2 separate regions of the Sus scrofa genome follow, and region 1 is linked to region 2. Evidence: chromatin contacts called from public Hi-C data. All regions are on one chromosome and are shown on one strand. Each heading gives the region's core, a stretch centred on a gene start, on an enhancer-like site or on the middle of the called end of the contact. The rest is flanking DNA. Distances are from core to core; before and after follow the strand shown.

Evidence for each region. Hi-C and Micro-C count contacts between places; a contact is called where the count stands out from the background.
Region 1: a Hi-C map of embryonic fibroblasts shows a contact between it and region 2, with 3 times the contacts expected there. The contact joins the enhancer-like site here to the promoter of FRMD6 in region 2. A contact is called at or near these places in 1 of 5 promoter capture datasets (liver), 4 of 47 Hi-C or Micro-C datasets (alveolar macrophages, embryonic fibroblasts and fetal skeletal muscle) and 1 of 2 datasets of contacts at active chromatin or transcription factors (skeletal muscle).

Annotation. Positions count from the first base shown.
Region 1 is chr1:181,426,338-181,431,304 of Sscrofa11.1, forward strand. All of the region lies in intron 1 of LOC106509105 (a long non-coding RNA gene), which reads right to left. Among named protein-coding and RNA genes, the nearest start is that of GNG2, 56 kb to the right of the region's middle. Within about 2 kb of position 2,309, at least 18 of the 83 cell types and tissues checked have an H3K27ac peak or open chromatin away from gene starts, as enhancers often do. A contact at or near this core is called in embryonic fibroblasts, where this site is marked.
Region 2 is chr1:181,336,639-181,341,190 of Sscrofa11.1, forward strand. FRMD6 (FERM domain-containing protein 6) reads left to right here and starts at 1,766. Exons shown (of 14, transcript XM_021101841.1): 1 at 1,766-2,040.

The DNA of each region.
Region 1 (4,967 bases), core at 1,059-3,558, 90 kb after region 2:
TGCCACCTCATGGTTCCTAGTCAGAGTCATTTCCACTCTGCCATGATGGGAACTCTGCATCTGTCTGTTATGAATCTGTGCTGAAGCAGAAGCAGGTGCTTCCTGGGAGGTGCAGGAGCAAAGCTCTCCTTTAGACTGTTGCCACTTTTATCCCCATCATTCATCTTCAGTGAGAACCCCTGAAAGGAGACTGAGAGGTTCAAAGACAAGCCTTTCTCCTTTGACAGCCTCCAGGGTCTGAGAAGTAGGAGCAGGAGCCACAGGATCTGTGCTTTTGCTTGGCACCAAGAGAGGGCACCAGAAATGACGATGCCTCCACAATGGCCTGGATTCAGTTATGGAAGATGCAAGCTCTGCTGCTGGAACCCATGCCTTCTCCTCCCCCAGATCACACAGCACTGGGAGGGTCTCAGGAAGAATGCTGAGAGTGAAGAGTCAAAAGCAGGCAGGGAATTGTGGCTGGATTTATTTATTTTTTATCTGAGCCTCTAGATGCTGTATTCAGGCTCTTGATGTTTTTCCCATTGGGTTCTAATCTCTGTGGTCACAAGGCCCTTCCCATCAAGGCCGTCCTAATCCAAAATCTAAAACAGATGTTCTATGATCAAGACAATAGATGGTAAATGAAGAATCTGAGGATCAGCTGAAACTTATCTTTAAATATTGCAGGTTATAAACTTCATGAGGGTGGAAACCACGCCTTTCTCACTCACAACTGCCTCCTGAGGGACCCTCACCACCTGGCATGAAAAAGGGGCTCAATAAAGGGTGGGTTTAGCAGCGGTCCAAGTTCTGCCACCATGGGCCAAGGTGCTAGGCAGGCCCCAGGAAGTCCTCCCCACCAGGAATGATCTTCCTCTTCCTTCCAGGCTCAGCTGCATGACCCCCGCTCAGAAATGGTCCCTGAACACCCTGTTCAACATCGGGCTCTTCCATCACGTCTCTACCATGTAACCGTCTCTAGTTCTCCGAGAGCAAATGTCACAGTCTCCAACTCTGGTTTTCTAATTCATTTATTAGTATTTTATTACCTGCCTCCTATACCATTAATAGCAGCACTGCCTAACCCTCCACCCACAGCACCTGAAACAGGTTCTTGGCCCCACAGGCACCCTGTGAATTTGAGTTGAATGAATGAAGCAGCATTGGATTATGCGAACAAGAGAGATGCTTCTCTCCATTCTAAAATGCACGTTTTCTTGGAGTTCCCGTCCTGACTCAGCAGAAACAAACCTGAGTAGTATCCATGAGGACGCATGTTCAATCCCTGGCCTCACTCATTGGGTTAAGGATCCGGCATTGCTGTGAGCTGTGGTCTAGGCCAGCGGCTACAGCTCTGATTTGACCGCTATCCTAGCCTGGGAACCTCCATATGCCATGGGCGCGGCCCTAAAAATACAAAAAATAAAACGCATGTTTTATTGTTCTGGACCTAGGTTGCATCTTACAGTGAATGCGCATGTTTGAGGGTGTGTTTCGCTCCCATTCCTACCTGAAAACTCTTTCTTAGTGTATCAAGTACGCATGTTGGAAACCATGTCTTAGCACCAATGCAGGACAGCAAACACTATCCTGAGCTCTGTAGCTTAGCTATCTCCAAACCCAGGACACTCTTTCTGAGCAATGAGGAGGAGAGAGGCACATCAAAGGGAATCAAATAAGGAAACCAGTGCCCAGGAACAGTCAGGAGGAATGTAAAGCATAAAGGATGTCAGTAGAGGTCAGGGCGGGCTGCCAGTGGTCTTCATTGGGCACTGAGCTGTATGAATTTCTCTTCCTCTCCTGCCTCCCCCATCCCACTTTGGTGTTGATTAATGTGCCAGAGACCACGCCTCTGATGGCCTAGAGTCCTGGGGTGGCAGGACACATGGGCCTAGTCCTCATGGAGTCCTGGGCATGCACAAAGCTGAAGGCTCCACTCAGGGGCTGCTTGGATTGGAACTTGAAGCCTTCTACCAAAGTGTGGTTCTGCAGCAACTGCTTCAGAACCAGTCAGAGTGTGCATAACACGCAGATTCTTTGGGCCCAACCCCTCCACCCCAGAATCAGCCTCCATAAGCAGTGCCCAGAATCTGCTTTTTAATAAGCTCCCCACCCCCCAAACACGATTCTTATGTGAGTGGTTCTTAAACTTAACAAATGAAAATGAAGGAAGTATATGATTCACAAAGGGAATTAACTCAACTCCAAGCAGCTTCTATTACAAATGAGAAAGGAATCCCACAAGCCACTGCTGGAGGCGCTCGGGTCTGGAGTGAGGTCTCGTCAGCAAGGCAGGGCCTGGGGGCAGAAAACAGAGCTGGGCTCCGGAGCGTCCGCCTCCTGTTCTTGGCTGCAGCCTGACCCCTGGTGGTCAGAGTGAGTGGTTTAGTACAAAGGACCCAGAACCTTTGGCTATTTGGGATGCCAGGAAATGTTGTAACAAACTCCACCTCAGCAACCAAAGGCTCTATTGCCAAAACTAGGATGATTTGAGGAGGAAGATATTCGTATGTTATGGATTTTCCAAATTCCTTGTTTGACCTCCATTGTTGACTCATCCTGTCAATGCCCCTCCCCAAACATCTCTAGGTTGCATTTTAGCTACATTTCTGCATCTCATCTGAGGGAAGAGAGCAGGACAAGGAGTTTTGTTTTTTGTTTTGTTTTTTTAAGGCTGGAGATGTGGCCAGAATTCGCAAACTAAAAACAGGTCACAGGTGTACCCACAGTCTCCCTAATGCCGCTGCCTTTTCCTCATCAGCCCAGGTCCACTCTGCCTCTCACCCGGCTGGCGCACCTGAACCCACAGAGGAGTGAGTGAGCCCGTGAGCCGGCCTCACCGTGGCAGCAGTCCTCCCTCTGCCCACCTGGTAAAGGGAGGCTCATTTAGCACCAGGACATGGAACCTGTCAACTTGCTGAAGCTCAGCCTCTCCCAGGATGCAGGTGGTCATGAAAACAGGTAATTTAAAGAAGTCTCTCCAGTAATATACCACCCTCTCCCTCTCCTTTTTAATTCTTAGGCATTTGTAACAACAGAAAGAGATTATCAGACTTGAATGATGAATAAGAGTGTGTGTTTGCATTTCCAGAACTGAAATACAGAGCTCAAATCAGTGACTGCAAAAAAAAAAAAAAAAAAAAAAAGCTGAGTTATTGTAAAGAAGGTAGCAAATTCAGAGAGGGGAAAGTTCAACCCAGAGTCAGTGGAAGGGAAGCTCTGCCTGAGAGGCAGGACCTGAGTTGGTTCAGGGTTGACTCTTCAGGTGTTTGCACACTTGTCTGAGAGCTCTCTGTAAGGAAGGCTTTGAGCTGAATGCTAGGAAGTCAAAATAAATAAAAATAAGGCCTCTGACTCCTCCCTTCAAGTTCTTAGTCTTTCGGGAGGCTGTGGAAAGTCATAGGAGCCAACAACTATCACACTATTTGGACTCTGATTTTTTTTTTTTTTTTTTTTTTTTTTTTTTGGCATTTTAGAGCCCCACCCACAGCATATGGAAGTTCCCAGGCTAGGGGTCAAATGGGAGCTGCAGTCACTGACCTACACCACAGCCACAGCAATGCCAGATCCTTAACCACTGAGCAAGGCCAGGGATCAAACCCACATCCTCATGGATACTAGTTGGGTTCATTCCTGCTGAGCCACAACAGGAACTCCTGGACTCTGAATTTATGTGGCATGTTTAGCTCTTTGATTTGCTGTGTGATTATCATCATCTCTCTTGTTTGCCAAACCCATAGAAGTTTACTTCATTCTCACCATAATCCTAACATTATTTACTACTTTCCCCTTTGTATAAATGAGGAAACTGACCCCTTAGGGAGAACAGATATTGTATCCAAGATCAAATAGCTGGGAAGTGGGGGAGCCGACCCAGCATGAGCCTGACTCCAGAGCTCACTGTCACCCACTAGGCGACAACATCCTCCAGGGCCTCCCCCTCTAATCTTGTTCTGTGCTCTCACATCCTTTCCTCCTGTCTCTGAGGATAAGGCCCATGGCTGTCAAAGCTCAATCGTCACTTCACCCCTCCCTTCCCGTTGTTAGGACCTGTCCATTCTCCTCCTCTTCCTGCACCCTCAGTTCATCCCTTCTGCGCGTTCCTTCCCCTCAGCCCGTGAATGTGCTGAAGGCTCTCCTTCACCAAACAAACCCACAGACAAAACATATCCAAAGCTTCCTATATCACATACCTATTAGAACAGCTAAAATAAAACATAGTGACAATACCAAATGCTGGTGAAAATTGAATCTCTCCTAAATTGCTGTTGGGAATGCCAAATCGTGCAGTCTTGGGGAAAGTAGTTTGGTACTTTCTCATAAAACGAATTAAATATACACGTACCAGATCATACAGCAATTGCATTCCTAAGCATGGATGCCAGAGAAATGGAAACTTAGGCCACAAAAACGTCTACATGATCTTCGTCACAGCTTTATTTCTAACAGCTCCAAACTAGAAACAACCCACATGTCTTTGAGGGGGTGAATGGCCAAACTAATGGTGGTATATCTGTATAATGGAATACTACTCAGTAGTAAAAAGAAACAAGCTCTTGATACTTGCAACCATGTTGATGTTGTGAAGAGAGCTGAGTGAAAAAAAAAAAAAAACCCTATCTTGAAATGTTATATAGTACATATGGTATATAGGACCATTTATGTAATACTTTCCAAATCGCAAAATTACAGAGATGGTGAACAAATGCGTGGTCACCAGCGGTTGGGGCCATATGCAGGAGCTCTTTGTGGTGAGGGAACAGTTGTGTGTGTGATTGTGGTGGTGGTTACACAAATTTATGCAGACGATAAAGTTGTATAGAACTATTCATACACATATACATATGCGTGCATGTAAAAACTGCTAAAACTTGAATAATATCTGTAGGTTGTATGGATGACGATTTCCTGGTTTGAAAATACATACTCTAGCAATATATGATGCTACTCTTGGGGGAAGCTGGATGGTGAATACATGAGACCTC
Region 2 (4,552 bases), core at 516-3,015:
AAGAGGAAAAGTGTAATTCTCCACTTTTAAATGCTAACATTGTAATAAACAAATTTTTAAGTTAGTCTAGTAGTTAAATATAGCTAATTTAAAAGGCAGTCATTGGAACACAATTCTTGTCTTATAATGGAGTCATAACTTCATGAGTGCAACATCCTTAAAAGCTGCTCTGCTTTATCAGAAATAAGCTGGGGGGTGGGGTGGAGAAAGTTCTCTCATGGCTCAGGGGATTAAGGATCCCCTGTGGTCACTGCAGCGGCTTGGGTCACTGCTGTGGCCCCTGTTTGATCCCTGGCCCAGGAACTACCATATGCTGTAAGCAAGACCAAGAAAAAGAAGCTCCGCATAAAAAAAAAAAAAAAAAAAAAAAAAAAAAAAAAAAAAAAAGGAGTTCCCGTCGTGGCGCAGTGGTTAACGAATCCGACTAGGAACCATGAGGTTGCGGGTTCGGTCCCTGCTCTTGCTCAGTGGGTTAACGATCCGGCGTTACCGTGAGCTGTGGTGTTGGTTGCAGACACGGCTCGGATCCCGCGTTGCTGTGGCTCTGGCCTGGGCCGGTGGCTACAGCTCCGATTAGACCCCTAGCCTGGGAACCTCCATATGCCACGGGAGCAGCCCAAGAAATAGCAAAAAGACAAAAAAAAAAAAAGAAGCTCCGAAGGTATATTCTCAATGCTCAGTTTTAATGTCACAGTTCACAGAATGTAAAAGCTGAATGAAACAACCATTACAAACTTTAGTCGCGATGAACAAACGGAATTTCTTTTGCCATGCAAACAAGGCACACAAACGTGCCTTCAACCAATAACAGCCAGCTTTACATATTTATGGTTGATCAAAAGAGCAGGGCAATTTTAAAGTTGGCTTCTGATTTGGGATAGTGTCCTTTCTCAGGTCCTCTGCCTTCTTCTTGTCTCCTTGTCATGTCCAGACACATCCTTTAGTGAGGGGCCCTTTGGGAGCACTACTGTAGCTCCTGGCCAGGGGTCAGGAGTCCACAGAAGACCTAGGAGATTGGAGGTCTCGGGCCTGAAGGCCACGTGGAGGCTGGTCCCAGTGGATGCTTAGCCCTTCCCTAGATCCAACAACTAAAAGTGGTAAAGAAACCTCCTGATTTTGGGTCTTAGTGCCATAAAAATATCTTCCACTGGCCCTCTGCATCACTTGCCTTGGCAACCATCGAGAAAGAGCGGGCAAATATAATTTCTAAGGGGCCACTGACACTAAAACCACAGCGGATAGAGGCTGCGTCTACCTGAAGAACTGGCAAGAGAGAGTTAGCGGAGGCGACTTGGCTTCCTCTGCGGCGCCCCCTCCATCCAGTATAAAACCCGCGAAGCAGCGGCGACCCGAGTGGTGGGTGGGCAGGTGGGTGCAGGACCGGAGGGAAGCAAGGAATCACGAAGCCTCCTCCGCAGGTACCGCCTCCTCTCTCAACGGCCTCCCCACAGTCATTCTGAATTAGTAAAATAAAGCTCAGGCCAAACAGCCACCCCCAGCCAGCGCGACTGAGCTTTGGTGGGAGCGATACCCGGGAGCGGGGGATGGACGGAAGAAAGGCCATTAGGCCAGAAAGTGGGAGAGCTGACAGTGTCCCCTTGCGCCACTGTTTCCGTGGTGAGGGAAAGACTTAGATCGCCGCGGTTCTAATACAGCATCCTTGTGCAGGACCCGGAGGCGTGGTATGCTCAGCTTTCTCCCGCCCGGGACTCGCTGCACCCCTCCGCTGGACGCTTGGTTGGGCCCGGGGCGGGGCCTGCAGGAGCTCCACGTGCGGCTAGGAGCTGGGTGCTGGGCTTCAGCGGCTCTGCCACCGCCCCCGCTACCTCAGGGCGGAGGGGGGAGGAGCCTCAGGGGGCGGGGCGAGAGGCGTGGGCGGGGGCGGGGCGAGAGGCGTGGGCGTGGGGCGGGGCGGATGTGGAGCGCTAGTCCGGCTACCCTGACCGAGGGGCTGAGAACAGTGGGGCAGGCGCGGCACCGGCAGGAAGGCACGGAGAGCTGACGGGAGTCCGACACCTGGTGCTCCGGACTTTCTCCGAGGTACGAGCGGGAACCCGGCCCCTGGGGTTCCCCCAAACCGCCCCCTAGCCGGGCCACCGCGCCCCGGCCGCTCACTGTGCCCCCTGCCGGCCGGGTGGCGGCGGCGGCGGCTGGACCGGGCTTCGGGAGGGTTTCTGAAAGTCGCGAGCCGCAGCCCAGGCAGTGTCCCCTTCTCTGCGTCTTTCTTCGCCTTCTCCGCGTTCCCTCGCTCCGGGCGTCGGGCACCGGGCGGGAAGGTAGCTTCTCTGCGAGTCGGAGCTCGCCTACGCCGGGGTGGGAGGACGGGGCCCCGGGGCAGCCGAGCCGGCCAGCGAGGGAGGCGCGGAGCTCCGGGGCCGGCTCTGCGGCGAGGGCGGGAGGCCAGCTGGGGCTGCGGGCTGTGCCCCCGGGCTCAGTGCCCGCGCTCGGTGGTCGCCGGCGCCCTGTGTTGGGGGCGCCTGCCCGTCGCGTCCCGTCGCTGTGCCCAGGCTTCGGGTGTAGCCCCTGAGCCGCGAATTCTTGGGTGCCGCGCGGTACCGCCTGTTGTGCGCGCGCCGGCCGGGTTAGCCCGGCTGCGGAAAGGGACCCGAGCGCCGCGTCTTGTCCCACCGTCCCCGTGAGTGCCTAGTCGGGGGAACCAGAAACTGAGCTCGGGCTTGGGGACGCCGGAAGGAGGCCTCGGTGGGTTAGGAGTCGGGGGTGCGGCCTGCAGAATTTGTGTTCGGGGAGGAGCTGGCGACGCGCAGGCCGGACCCCGGGCCATGGAGACCCCCAGCCTCTGCTCGGGGAGGGGCCAGGACTTGTCAGGAATGGACAGTTGAGGGCCACCCGGGTGAGGTCCACAGGGCTTAGAGCAGCACCTCGACTACCGGGACAGTATAACCTACTGGTGAGGGCGTTTTCTTGAAGGCAGGAAGAAATGGAAAGCTGTCAAAATAAGCATATTTTAAAGTTGCAATGAAAGTTGGCAGGTTTTCAGGCCGTGCACTTGCGTAGCTAGTGTCCAAAGAAATATTAGCTCCTTGACACTCTTTTCTTTTGCATTTCTCAGCAAAAATCTGTTTTGCCAGTATCTCCCCTAGGAGTTGTGCATTGCCCTCAGCGGGGAAGGAAAACTTCAGCAAGTGTTGTCGGTTGCTTTTGACTTCAAGCCTGTGCTCTCCAACCTTCTTGACTGTGGACAAAAAGTATCTCTTGCTAGATTTCCCGTGTAGGATTCTGTCTATTCTTCTGTGGGCCCTGATGCTGTTTGTTTATTGCTTTTATAAGCATCTATTTAAATTTAGTTGTTGCACGAAATACTCCGCGTTGCCACAGGGTGTAGTTTGGGAATTAGAGAATACTGTTGGAGAAAGCTGCTAGTGGCTTCATTTTGCAAGAATGTAAGTCATTTCCTTTCTGTGATTTTAGGGAGTTGATACTTCACAGCATCAAAACTTCGTGGGGAAAATTTTCCGTAATACATCTGTCATTAAATAGGCTTTTGACTTTTGGATTTCTCTTTTCAGAGCAGAGCATAAATTTAGGGCCAGCAATGTTAAAGGACCAGAAGTTTTTTGGAATCTATAGCAGTAGGAGACTTGTAGAAAGTAATTTTAACAACCACCAAGACCTACAAACCGCCTGTAGGAGTGGGGGAGGGGAGAAGAACAGAAGAGAGGCAGGAAAACAGATGCCTGTGCTGCTGTCCTTTGTAGTATAAAACTTCGAGCATTTAATCATTTTCCATGGATGTGGTTTTGAGAAATAAAAGTATTAGGTGAAAAATGAAAATACTCCACAGTATGAGACAGCTGACATTTGAATGCTCTTTCAGGATGTTCGTAAATATATTGGATTTGTATTTCATATTAAAATGGACTTCTGGGATTATTAGATGAGAAGGGTCCCCCAGGGGATATCTCCTATCTGTAGGATATCTTTTCCAGAAAGCAGACCGGCTGTAATATGAACTAATCCTTCTCCCCTCCCCCCCGAATTGCTTGTATGATTGCCTGAGATCTGACACTGATGGACCACAGAAATCAGCCGTTCTTGGGGGGCTCCAGACATTTTAAGGGACAGGAAATCTTTTTTTGTTTCTCTCCCATGCTTTTTAGGGGGCAACCAGGGGTAAGCTACCAGCTTCAAATACATAATTTGAGCTTGCAGATTTTAGATGCTCATGGCTGTACAGGAAGACAGCATGGGCCAGGATGAAGACTACAGTTTTTGAAAGCTAACTGTCCATATGCTAACTCAAAATTATTAGCTACAAGTTCTTTAAAAACTCATGGAATTGTGCTGATTGAATGGGGGGGGGGCACGTGGAGGTTATAGAGCTTTTCTAGTTTCGGAACTTTGTTTCCACTTTTACTAGGCTTCTAAAGCTTTTGAGTTTCAGAATTTATGACATAATAGTCTGTGTACCCTTTTGTGGCAGATGCTTGAAATGAAAGTTTCAAACAATTGTTTTTGACTGAGCTGTCAGGTTCAGAGTTTAGTGTAAATGAGTCTTGTCTCACAACTAACCTTTTTGATAGAGGAATTCTTT